2 separate regions of the Gossypium hirsutum genome follow, and region 2 is linked to region 1. Evidence: chromatin contacts called from public Hi-C data. All regions are on one chromosome and are shown on one strand. The core of a region is the stretch at or near the end of the contact, and the rest is flanking DNA. Distances in the headings are between cores, read along the strand shown. Region 1 holds the start of LOC121219038 (xyloglucan galactosyltransferase MUR3-like). Region 2 holds the start of LOC121219042 (receptor-like serine/threonine-protein kinase ALE2).

Region 1 (6,641 bases), core at 37-2,536:
TTGCAGCTGCGATCGAGGAATCATTGGTCAAGCACTCATACTGCTTCATACGATTACTGAATATCACATCCACTGCAAACTGATTCGTGGCATACCACCCGGTATTCTCAAATACCCCTTCAACATTCTCAAGTGGAGGACCAAGCCCTTTATTACTAGTAAATTTACACATATTAGTCCAAAGGCTCAAACTCCTACACTCCTTAAGCATATCCTCGTTAAACCTTGGAGGAAGTTTATGCACATAAATATACCTTCCACCACATGGATCGCTCTTATTTTCCACCGTCCTCAAAGCTCTCATAAACGGGTAAGGCACCACCTTTTCACCAGCTGTATCCTGAACAGGTTTCACAGGAGCGGGCTTCTCCTTCTCTACACGGGCATCGGTCACCGGGGAAGGAACGGACTCAACATTAACCAAAGGAGATTCTAATTTGACTGGTTGTAATGTAATCGACTCCTCAACTGTAGGGCTACTTCCTAGAACTACAAAATGGAAATACAAAAGCAAAATCCAGAAAAAAGCTGATAAAGAGGCTAAGAAACAGAGCCGGGTTTGTTGATTCTTAGGGGAACCCTTCTCCATCGCTTCTAAAGGACCCAGCGTCACTGGGCGGCGTCTCATCAGAGTTCAATAGCAAACTAATCAACAAATCCCCGCATAAAAGACACCTAACTTTCCCACCCGATTCAAAACTACTAAATGAAAAGGAGAAAATTAGAAAACCCTATGACCCTAAATCTCAATTATCAGTTTAAAATGTAAGTTACAGTAAGCCCTAAGCTTGGACCACAGATCCAAAACGGGGAAAAAAACGCTAGAAATTTATAACTGACCAAATAAGAAAATGCTATGGAGATTGAAATTAACGAGTTGAGAATACAGATAGATTTATTAGCAAGAATCAGGACATACCAAAAATGAGAGATTATCGCGAAAAGTGATCTGCTAACGGATCTATTGGCTAAAATTTATCAACTAAATTGAAGTGAAAAACTCGGATTCGGAGGAAAAAAAAACTTACTGGGAATTTTCCTGCAAAATATTTTGACTGGAATATGGAGCTGGAAAAGAGAAGTGAAAATGGAGAGCGCGTATTTAATGTAATGTTATAGAAGAGGGGGTGTTGCGGCACAAATTAGCAGTGTGCGCCGTGGAACTGTTTGTCTGTTGTCGGTAGCCGATGGGATCTCGCCACGTGGGACCATGTGATGACGTGTTCAAAATATGGAACGCTGTCAAATTCCTGAAATTTCGTTTGCATGGAAAATGAGGAAAGGCAATGAGCGGTTTCATTTTACCAGGAAAATGCGAATACAAGACAACTCAATACCGTACTAGCTGGGCCACGTGGGAGCATGTAATTGGAGTGAAGGTGGGACCACATAGAGAAAACTTCGCATTGAAATTGGAAATTGCAAAATTTGATGTAAAAAATTGGAAATTTCTGAAATTTACTTCTTAAGCTCACATATGATTCACCACTTTTCTAATTAATGTTGAAGCTTTTAATTTGGTTAATCAATTTCCATTTTAGTAATAATTAGATAAAATTCATTTATGTCTAATATAATATAATATAATAAAATATTATATTATATTATACCTTAAACACTAAAATATTTTAGCCTAATTTTTTGTGGTACAACTCATACAATGCATATTGAAATTATTAAAAATAACTAATAAATATTAAATTGAGTGAGATGCGGTGAGACGGTTATGAATATAACCGACATCTATGAAGATGATAGTAATATTTGAATTTTAACATCCATGGCGAAGTGGAATGAGACAAAGCATGTATCAAGGGTTTTTAGAATTTGAATATTAATATAGCAGTGTTTTACTTAAAAGATGATTGAGATTTTGCTCCTTTCGTATATCTATTTTTATATAATGTATTTGATTGAGTTAATATCACGATGCCAACTTTACTTAAAAATTATTTTTTAATAATATTTTTATATTTTACTATTTTTATATAAAATACTTAAAGAAAACAACTAAACATAAGATCTTTAAAGATTGAGAATACTTATTTATAAATATCTTATCACTCTACCTATGATTTAACTATTCACTAGTTTTTTTATAAATATAAAATTACTTTTTTGTCCTTTCACTCATGCCATGAGTTTGACAAAACATAGCAAACCTCATTTAAATAAAAATAGATCTAAGTTGGGTACATAGGTTGGATAATTTTTTTTATAATTTTCAAAAATAGATTATGATTTTTTGAAATTTTTCATGATTTTTTTTTGGATTTTTAATGTTTTTTTTTAATTTTTAAGTAAAATTTTTCATTTTTTACACATGGTAGCATGTCATTGGTTTATTTAATTTTTTTTAAATGAAAACTATTAAAAGAGCTAACTTGAGTGACGGAATGAAAGTAGAAAGAGCAAAGTGATTGAAATAATAATAAAATGACCAAAGTAAAAATTTCATTATAGTATAGGGTCAAAAATGGTATTAAGCCTTCTTTTAATTAAAACATTCATCTTTTTTTCTTTTTTCTTTTTTTTTTAATTTCTCAAAGTATCTCCCGGAGTAAACTTAGCAACTAATCCTCCGCATTTCATAGGTCCATTAAGGGGTAAATGTTGACCACGAGTTTTAAAGCTACCTCATACCCAAAGCAGAAATCGAATCCTCGAACACTGGTTAAGGTAAGAGAAACAAATAACATGTTAAAGTGCAAACATGGAAGCAAATATATTGCATTCTATTAGTGTGTGTTGTGTTCCATCAAAGGTATATTGGCATTCATGAATTTGGGTTAGTTTTAGATTTATTGTTAGGTGGTGGGTAGCATTAAATAATAAATCATAAGTTTACTTCTTAAACAAATTTCAAGTACTTTGACATCTTCATGCATATAAACTCTAAATATAACAAAATAAATCAATATTATAATATATTTTTTATACATATTTATACTCTCTCTTTTTGAATGTTTTCCGATGACATTCAAATTATATAATATAATCTGGTTGGGAACAAAAGTTGAACAAATACACATGAGAACGATTCTTTCACTATATATTACTACAAATCCGACCACACATGTATGTATATGGAAATTATGTATTTAGAAAATAGATGTATGTTTAAAAATAAATACAATAAATTATGAAATGTATGGTTTGAAACTAATTATTAATATTATTACGTTAAATATATACGATACTAAAATAAAAAATAGATTAAATTGTAAGTAAAATAAAATTTAAACGCATAAATACATCGAATAAAAATATTAAATGTATTACAATTTGTTTATCATGGTGTAGTAATAAACTGTAAGTTAGTGTCGAGTTGACTTGTGACACCAACTCAATTAACAATTAATGGAGATAATAAAGTATACATAATACAATTAAAATGTAAATATTATATTAAAATAATGTTTTGGTTTAGCCTTAAAGTTAATATTTTATTGACGGATAATATAATTTATTTTAATTATTAAAAAATATTTTCGTAATTTCATTGATCGGGCACGTATTCAATTAGGGACTTAAATAATAATATAGGTAGAATATATGTATGTATACATAAATGCAATCCTGGTGGTGTCTAGTTACAATACAACATTGATGGAAGAGAGGTAGAGGCAGGGAAAGTGGGGAAGCCAAGGTTTCTGGTTTGCTTTGAAACATAACTATGGAAGTTACATGGTATTGGGTCGACTTTCTTTTAAGATCGAAATTTTTTCATTTAGTTTTTTTTTTATAATTTATAAAAGTTTAAATTAATAACGGCAAAATTATATTTTAGCGCTTAAAATGGTAAAAAATTAATTTAACGTTTTAAAAATTATAAATATATAAGCTATTAGAATAATAAAATTATATTTTTATTATCGTATAAAATTTAAGTCTGCCCCTTAAAAAAAATTTACCTTGATTGCAGAAAATTTGGGAAAGTTAAATAAGGTTATTTTAACATTTATTTATTTCAATTATTACATATTTAGATATGAAGATTTCAAATATCATATATGTTATGATACAATTTGAAAAACATAGCAGTAAGGAGACAGTCCCAAATTGCGGATTGCTACCACCGCATTAGCAATGAAGATAATAGGCACAAAAATAAGAGGAGTGGAAGCAACACAATGGTACCAAACTCGGCTGCTCTCCTGCTCGTTGATCGTGGTTCTTCCCCTAACTTCAAGTCCCCGAAATACAGATGAACCCCTGAATTCTTGATCCTTACGTTACTCCCCAGCAGTACACTACTGTTGCTCCCTTGAACGTTGCTGTTGCTATACATGTTGATGCAGCAACAACGTTCCGGTGGGTCACTCAAGATGCCGCGACGGATGAAACATGTTGCCCCCACATTGCTTCCATCCAAGTTAATGCGATTCATTGACCCTAAGCTGATTCCTGGACTAGTCCCGCTTCTTGTTGTTGACATTGTTTGATTGTGTTTTGGCTGATAGCTTTGTTTGTGGATTGATAATAATAAGAGATTCAGAGTTGGTTTTCAATGCTTTTGCTTTGCTTGCGCTATGAATTGTGTTTTTTCACTTTTTGGCAACTACAAGATAAAGATAATGTTCCATGCTTGCATCGGGATGAGAAAAACCAACGAATGTCGACACAAAAATTTAAAAGAAAGGGATCTAAGAACCATTTGGGCGCCACAATTTCATGGATTGGATCATTTTAGAGGAAATCAACCCCAAGATGGATTCTTTTTAACAAGACAAGACTTGCCACTCAAACAATTAAAAGATGATTTCCTTTAACACCAAGGATCATCTTTTAAAGGGAAAATCAATGAATATTTGTCACAATCATATATTCCTCCAATAATACTCAAACAAGTTAATATGTAGTCTTTCCTTTGAATTTGTCCAAAAGTACTTAGTTGATATTTGAACTTGTATTGAGAGGCTGCTACATGTCATTCTAGGATTGGTCATCACTGCCATGTTAGCACAAATTAACGGTGTTAGTATGGAGGTGCTAACCTGAATAACAAAATACAAATTCACATATCAACTAAATAAAAAAAATTTAAATACTAACTAAATACTTCGACAAATTGAAAGGGCAAACTACGTATTAACTCATTGCTTCTGCATATTATTATTCTTTTCTTGTTTCTGGCCTCCCTGCAAACCTATGATGCCACTTATTCCTTATATGGCAGCCACCTAAAAAGTCAAGACTTGTCATCAATTTTGATCAATCAACCATCTAAAGTTCATTAAATCTTGCAACTCCAAAATCACTTTTTTTTGTCGAAATTAGAATTGTGCAAACTCTTGGTCTTTCTTGTCCTTAAGGAAACCGAATGAAGGTCAAATACAATTAAGACTAAGATTCTGGATTTGACTTTTTCATGGACAATGTCATACACATTAATCTATAACACATTAAGGCCATTCAGGGATCATGTCATACATATAAGCACAGCCTGCAGGGAACTTTGGGTTTAATTACACCAAGAAGCATTGCTGATGAGCTAGTCACTCTTCAACTGATGAGTTTAGCCAGTTTATTACTGTTATTCTCACTTACCTTACGTTCAAGCTCATCAGGAACAATAGGTGCTTGTGTGATGGTGTTACGTACTTAAAGTTATATATTCTTATGATTGCACTACATATGTCTTATGCATCGTTCCATGGAGGTCACATGTTAAAGTAGGAGCATTTCAGCTGCAATTTATGTGAAATGATATAAGCAACTATAGCAGACACTTAAATAATCTTATAAAACTCATTCACAACTACATGCCGACGACATAGACTGCCATGGGAGCTAAGGGGTCTTGGCCCTCCACAACTTTTTGAAATGTTCATTCAAATCCAAAGATGAACCAACTAATACGATACTCCTTTCCTTATAGGGCAGCAAAGGTACTATATAATGTAAGACATTTCCTTCTACTTGGAACTTCCCACACCTTCACACCATTATCCAATAAAAGTCTAAATGTATCATTGAGCCAACACATAGAACTCTTTAAGTTGTGGCCTATTAGTGGGATATTCAACTTTTTCAAGAATAGCCTAGGTTTAAATCAAAGTTATATATATACATATATATATATATAAAAGCCTATACACAAGAATTGGTCCAAAATCATGCTAATACCATCATTAAGAGATCAAGGAAGTCAATTCTAGGGAGGAGGGTGGGAATTAAAGTAATTATGCAAGTAATTTAACTCAAATCTAATCACTTTATGGTTTTTTAAACATGTTCAAACATTATTTAAGTTTTAAAATTATTTTTATGTAATAATAATATTTTAATTTTAGAATATATATATATTAGTTTTAAAATATAATTACATATTATTTTACTGAAATCATTCAAATAATCTGGAAATTTTATTGACAAGAGATAATTTCATATAATTTTATTGGCAATAGTATTGCGTAATAATTTTTGGACTAACATATTATATAAGATGATTTGATTTTAGATTTTGTTACTTGTTTGGAGAAATTTTTTTCTCAAGTATTATTGATAATTTTATAATAATTAATATTTTTTTAGAATTTAAAATAATGTAATTGTGGAATTATAATTTATACTACCAAACATGACATAAAAAATTACAATGTAATTATACTCTATTAGTGAAACATGTATAATTAGAT
Region 2 (6,825 bases), core at 1,389-3,888, 220 kb after region 1:
TTAAATTAGGGTTTTTATTTTATTATATCAAATGATATCAAAATTTTCTTCAAAAATTTCTATGCGTATTACATCAAATAAACTTTTATTTTATTACATCAAATAATGAATTTAAATACGGCAATCAATGTCTATGCCCGGGTGATTCGTTCCACATGGCGGCCGTCGACGGTTGCGCGCTGGATTCCTCTTTCCTCTAGCTTCCGGCGGCGGTTGTTCTTCCTCCGGTGGTGATTGTGGTTCTTCCGGTTCGGCATCTGGTTGTCAAACTTGGGACGATGATCCACCTTCAAAGAATAATGTATGTGGAGGTGTTTGCATCATGAACGACGAAGGTGTTTGAAAGCCATACGTTGCTGGAGACTGGTAAAAAGGAGATCTCCCCGAAGGCATGTGCGATCCCTCCTGCGCCGCTGGCCTAAATATCGATGGTCCGCTCGGCATAGTAGGAAATGGAGCTGAACCGGGCATTTGGCTCCAACCTGCCATAGTATTCGGAAAAGGATACATGTAAGGGTTATGGTACATATAAGGGCTAGGAAACATACCTGGCATCATAGGGAAAGACGGTTGCGTGGGTATCATCTGTTGAATTCTGGGTCAGGTGACTGCATCGGTGCTCTCGTTGGGGCTGGTGATTGCATGCCCGCTGATGATGCGCCGGGTGACTATCTAGGCCTCGTTGAGGGGCTGCCTTCGAAGTCTTCTCGTCTTGGATTTAGAGGCCCGCGCCTTTCCTTTTCGAGACGTAATTGCCGTTGCCTCTCCTCTGGCGTAAGTAAATACGGCTTGCCATGGATCCTAAACCATGGCATGTATTCTGGAACACACGCTAACTCCGGAACGATGATTTGTTCCTGAGTAGGTAGATATTCATGCCGATTTTCCCACATTTCTGTATACTCGGACCAGTATCTAGGCCAATCCGTACCTAATAGCCGAAGGTCGATTTTGTAGTGCTCGTCAAACTCCTCAGGGTCCGCAGGAATCAGTTGTCTATATCCAAACTGTTGTAGCACTCTGTCTGTCTGGTGGGGCTCCACGGTTGCATAATTGATTAACACCACTTTCACGTGCCAAGCGTTTGGATTTTGTAAAAACTCATCCGGGATTACTGCCCAAATTTCTGGATCCTCGTATGGTGTCCATTGAAACTATATAAACATGATAGAAATATTAGTTATATACATAATACTAAATACTAAATACTAAATACTAAATATCAATCGACTAGCGAATGTATGGAAATATCTATTTGCAAAAATACTTACTTCTGCTTCTGACCGTTGGTCCAATAGAAGCCGTATATCTTCAAGTTTAGATGGTAATTCACGATAACTTGCCGGATTGTTCCACCTAATTAAATAAATTTTTAGCATACTTTTATTATTACAAAATCTACATAATAATTCTAAAATGTAATATAAAATTTACCTCGTTACGAGTGGGAATGTATATGGGTGGTTCACTCGAGGACGTAGAAATGGAAAGCGAAACCGTGCCCATGATTACAGTAGTGACAGGCAACCTCCGATGGTTGCTCTCCTCGGTCGCGTCGCCCCACACATCTCTCGAACTAAATTCACCGGCTCTTCTAAAATCAACGAGTTTTAGCAGCCACCTTAGATGTACACGGCTCCGTGACGTGTCCGGCATCAGATAACCTCCAATTATTTAAAGAATGTATGATCGAGCATATCAGATTCTTTGGATTTCGGTGAATTTGCATTCAGATCCATCTCGACCTTACCTCCATCCATTTTTTCCGGAATAGCGCCCAAAAGCTCGTAGCACACCGCCTCCCAATTGCTAGATTGGGCAGACCCGGTGACTGGGTGCCTGTCCACCGGCAATCCCAACTGCATGCTGACATCTTCTAGAGTGATAGTGCACTCTCCACATGGAAGATGAAATGCGTGTGTCTCGGGTCTCCACCTCTCGATCAACGTACTAATCAATTTTGGGTCCAACTTGCATCCTCGGCCTACCGTCGCCACGTGCCAAAAACCCGCTTCCCGCAGGTAGTTCTCTACTAACGGTGATGGAGGGGCATACATATTCCGGATATGGCATTCCAATACCCGATCTTCAGACTTTTATAACAAACAATAAATTAATAATTATCTACAAATACTTAAATAAAAAAATCTTAAATAATAATTACAAATTAAATTTAATACTTACCATTTTCATTTGCTCCACCGATATGTGATTGCTATCAAGACGAATCAATGATCCGCCTATTGATGAAAATATAAAAAAATTTATAATTATTGTAAAAAATAAATTTGAGAGAATTTGGGAAGGAAATTGAGAGGATTAGAGAGGAAAAATTAGATAGGATTTGTTTGTGAAAAAAATAAAGGGTGGGGGTATTTATATATATATTTGACCGTTGGGGTACTGTTCACGCACGGAAGACATCGCGTCCACGTTAGTAGGTCGCACTGACGTGGACGCGATGTCCTGCCATGTACCCTGACATCGCGCTGACGTGGGCGCGATTTTCTAAAAAATGGACCATTTCGATAAATAATAAAAAAATCGGCCCATTTCGATAAATTAAAAAAAAAGGAATTTTTCTGGTAAATTCACCTTTAAAAAGCTCATTCTAATTTTGTTTGTTTGTATTTTTTTTAATCAGAAATTGACCTAATTTTAATTTTCAAAATATGTTGGGAGTTTGTAAAACAGAAAACGGTTTGCGAAATTTCAAGTGACGGCAACAAACGGCTTCCAGGTTTGTCGTTTTCGTCGGTGCGTTAAGAAAACGCGCTTGCATAGAAGCGCGTACCAGACAGCCATCATCAATTTCATGAAGCAGTGTTTGCTTTTGCTGTAGGCTACACTCCACTCCAGTAATAAAGCACCTCCCCACCTTTCCAGCCCCACTCCCACTCTCTGTGTCTCTCACAGACGCAGTTCTCCCTTTACTCTCTCAATTTTCTACTCTCACCCCAAGAATCCCTTTTCCATGTTCTCATCTCCCAAACTAGAAAAGAAAAGGGAAGACCTATTTTCTCCTCTGCATTGTTGCGTTAGATCTTTGCCGCATTTCATGGATCTACTACAATCACGCCGACTCTCATTCTCTTCATCTTCTCTCTCCTAGGGTTTTTGTTCCGTTTCTTTTACTTTTTTTTGGAGGGGCGCTTGGCGGCGGAGCAGCTTAGGTTTTAGTTTTGTTTGGTTTAGTTATGAGGTGCGTCGTTTCGCTCGGAGAGAGCAACGGAGAGTTTGGCTGGCAGCGAATGGTCCATCGGAAACTTAGGAATCTCCAGTGTCTCTCCGACGACTCGCACGTGGTTCGAGTTGGTGTCTGACGATGGTTGCTGTGGACTCTGGTTCGGCGAGAGAAGATGCCTGCTTTGACTCTGCTCATTTTGCTTCTTGTTTACTTACCCAGCTTTCTCTCTTGTTCTTGTTTCGGTATCACTCTTTCTGGATACTTGCTCTTCTGTTTTTTTTTTCTTTAATTTCGTTTTATCTGTTTGGTTGCTGATCCAATAATAGATAAGGAAGGAAAGTGGACTAAAATCTAGTCCGAGTTAGCTTTTAATTTTATTTATAGAAATTAAGAAAAGGTCAGCATGCTTTACGAAGCTAAGTAGGCTTTGGCTTTACTGCTGATTGGCTCTCTTTATGTCTACTTAAACTTTCCACTATAACGTTTATCCTTTAGCTTAATCTTTCGCGTTCGCCAAAACAAAAGAAAGGGGAAAAAAGAAAATTTTAAAATGTAAAGAAGGGTTTGCTTTTTGAGTAATTTGTTAGTCTTCTGTTTTCTAATTCCATACAGTATCTTGAGAAAAAAAATAATAATTTGGAAAAAGGGATATCAGATGAACTATTCATATCTTAGCCCTTTGAGGAATATACTATGGATAATATGGACGTCAGGAATAATTACATATTATTAATTATCCTAAAAGGTTAGCTCAAATTAAAAGTGTTCTAATACCATTAAGGTTAACTGAGCTTCAATTATCAAATTCTGTTCGTGAATTCCGGATTTCCTGTTAGTTTTCTTTGTTTTATTTATATTTTATTTTTCCATGGATGCTTCTTGAAAAGAGTATGAGCCTTAAATATTTGTATTATAGCTTCTGTATAGCAATGCTTTTGGGTACAATCCTTCTTGAGTAAACGGTCAAAATCGGTTACCCTTGGAAATGTTAAAATCTTTGTTATAGTTATCTAATTTCTTGTAATTTGTGGTTATTATGTGTTGCATTCAAATAGAGTTAAGGACATTTGTTGCCATAACGGTTACAATAACTATAGTTCATTAAGGAAGACTAACATCACTGCCATTTAATTTTTATCTTTATTACCAGGACTGCAAATATTATTGTCTCCTTTACAACCAGTGCATCAGTTGTCTGCAATGGAAACAATCATTGATCATGGTAACAATTTATTTATCTTTAAATGTTAATGAAGTTGAATAAATTCTTTTGATTAATTTCCTGTCTAGAATTGAAATGATCAATTATTTATATCCAAGTAGGTAAAGCTTGTTGTTTTATCCATGAAGCTATAATGTTAACTGAAAATACTTGATGTTATGTTTGGAACATGAATTTGAAAATTTGGATTTGGATTTCATTTGCTATATAAATTGTTAGAAGGAAATGCATTCCTTATGAATAAATTAGTTGGATTTCTGGATAAATATTTATTTGGAAAGTATAAAAAGCATGAATTCGTGAAGTTCATAAATTCTTTAGGAATTTCAAATTCACTACTAAATAGGCATCCAACAAATCCATGGATTTGAGAAAAAAATTATGAGTGTTACATTTGTATGTGTGTTATAACTCAATTTGCCCAATTTTTGAAATCCAAATCCAAAATTTGAAATTCAGGTTCTTGAATGCTACTGGGGAATTTTTTTAGTGTAATTTATGTTTTTTTGTAGCCTAAGCTAATACCTGTCTAACTCGTGAAGAGTCTTATTGACAATGCCTTAGGATTAGTTTACCATTGAGGTTGAAAAGTGTTTTTAGAAAGTGATGTGGAAATGTATTTTTAAAAAGTTTGACAGTGTTTACCATTAGGGGTGTACAAACGATTAATTCAGTTGGTTTGGTTGGTTTTTTAAACTTAACTGATCATCATATAATAACCGAACTGACCTACTTATATAAACCGACCTAATGAACTGACTTAACATCGGTCGGTTAAGTCGGTTAATTGATTTAAGATAAATATATTATAAAATATATATTTTAAAATAATGAATATATTGATATATTTAACCGACTTAACTGATTTATATATTATAAAATATAAATTTATCTAAAATAATTAGAAAATATTAAATATTAAGTCAGTCGGTTTGTATATGAAATTCAATAATCGATAACTGATTGACACCAAATAAGCCAACCTTACAACTGATTTAACCACTAAACCAACTTAACCAAATTAATTGGTTAAATCAATTAAAACCGTTTTAACCAATTTATGCTCTCCCCTATTTACTATTGCTCTCAAAAAGTGCTTTTGAGAAGATAAAATGTCTATTTTAGAGATGATGTTGTAAAGTAGAAGATATATTGAACTTCTTTAATGAGGGCAAGAAGGTCATTTCTGCCAAAAGCACTTTTGCAAAAGCTTAAACCTAAAAATTTTGGCTTTCTGGTTTGAGTTAAAATCACAGTTTAAAAACATGGTTTGGTTTGAAAATGTACTTGTTTACTATTGCATTTGGCTTAAAATCATGATTTGGGTTGAAAAACACTTTTGAACCTCAATGGTTAACGGAGCTTTAATTTGTTGAACTTGCTCTGAGCCATTTGTCTTCTCAAAGCTTACTTGGCAAGTATGAGACATGAAAAATGTACTTGAAGAGGAATCTGGTGTCTACTTCAAGGTGATGGATAGTATGTCCCAGCTAAAAAATTGTTTTCAGTTTTAACAAGTTTTTTATTTTTGTTTTACAGTTTTATATGTTAGTTTGCGCTTTGCCCACTAATTGTTTTATCAAAAAAAGGATCTTCAAGGTTCTTTATGTATTCTGTTTAGAAGAGGAACTCTTACCATCTATTTGTGGAGTACATGTTAGTCATCAGATAGGCTCTTTTCTTATGCATCTTTGCTTCCCAATTCTTCAGTCTAATGGCATGTAAACTTAGAAAGCTTAAGTTATAAGTTTTTCATGCCTACTTCCAGTTCTTCATAAGTCAATGTTATTAAAAGGTTCCTTGATCCTCCTGTCACGTTTTCTGATATTTAACCCATGATGTTAAATTAATGATGCGATAGAAGAAAAAAGAGTGCTACATTAAGTTGTTCATGTCTACCTATTTTCTATAGATGTTCAGTATAGGTTATCAGATGACTTTTAAAGGCATTCTAGCATCCTTAAATTACTTCGCATTATTACTCTTGCTTATGAAATATTAATAAGGTTGTTCTGCTCCTAGCAGCTAGGCTGCTTTCAGTGCGTGTGTTATTTTCTCGAGTAAGATCACCCCAGGAACATGTCAATCCTTCTTTTGGACCGGCTATTGCTCCTGGACCTTCTCCTATCCATCAAGGTACTTATTGCAATCTATTTCCTACACCTTGTCATTATGTTAATGATGCCTTATGGCTGATGTCTCTTGCATTGCAGCTCCTTTTGCTAGCCCTAGTGGCCATGTGGTACCCAGACATCATCATGGTGGTCACCATCGTCATCATGATGTTAAACCTCGAGAAGCTGCTGCACCACCTTTAGAGCAAGGTAACTTACTATGGGTCTTGTGCAATGTCTAGAGGACATGGCTTGCTTAAACCTTTTTTTGGTCACAAAAAATCTTATTGTTTAGACTCTAA

The links. A called contact is a pair of places that touch in the nucleus more often than the background predicts.
Region 2: a contact with region 1 is called in a Hi-C map of leaf, with 2.0 times the contacts expected there. The contact joins the promoter of LOC121219042 here to the promoter of LOC121219038 in region 1. A contact is called at or near these places in 5 of 34 Hi-C or Micro-C datasets (hypocotyl and leaf).

The regions. Positions count from the first base shown.
Region 1 is chrD07:28,585,750-28,592,390 of Gossypium_hirsutum_v2.1, forward strand. LOC121219038 (xyloglucan galactosyltransferase MUR3-like) reads right to left here and starts at 1,287. Exons shown (of 1, transcript XM_041096468.1): 1 at 1-1,287. The coding sequence starts at 628.
Region 2 is chrD07:28,800,676-28,807,500 of Gossypium_hirsutum_v2.1, forward strand. It overlaps LOC121219042 (receptor-like serine/threonine-protein kinase ALE2), which reads left to right and starts at 2,639. Exons shown (of 10, transcript XR_005915559.1): 1 at 2,639-3,429; 2 at 4,338-4,409; 3 at 6,432-6,545; 4 at 6,623-6,733.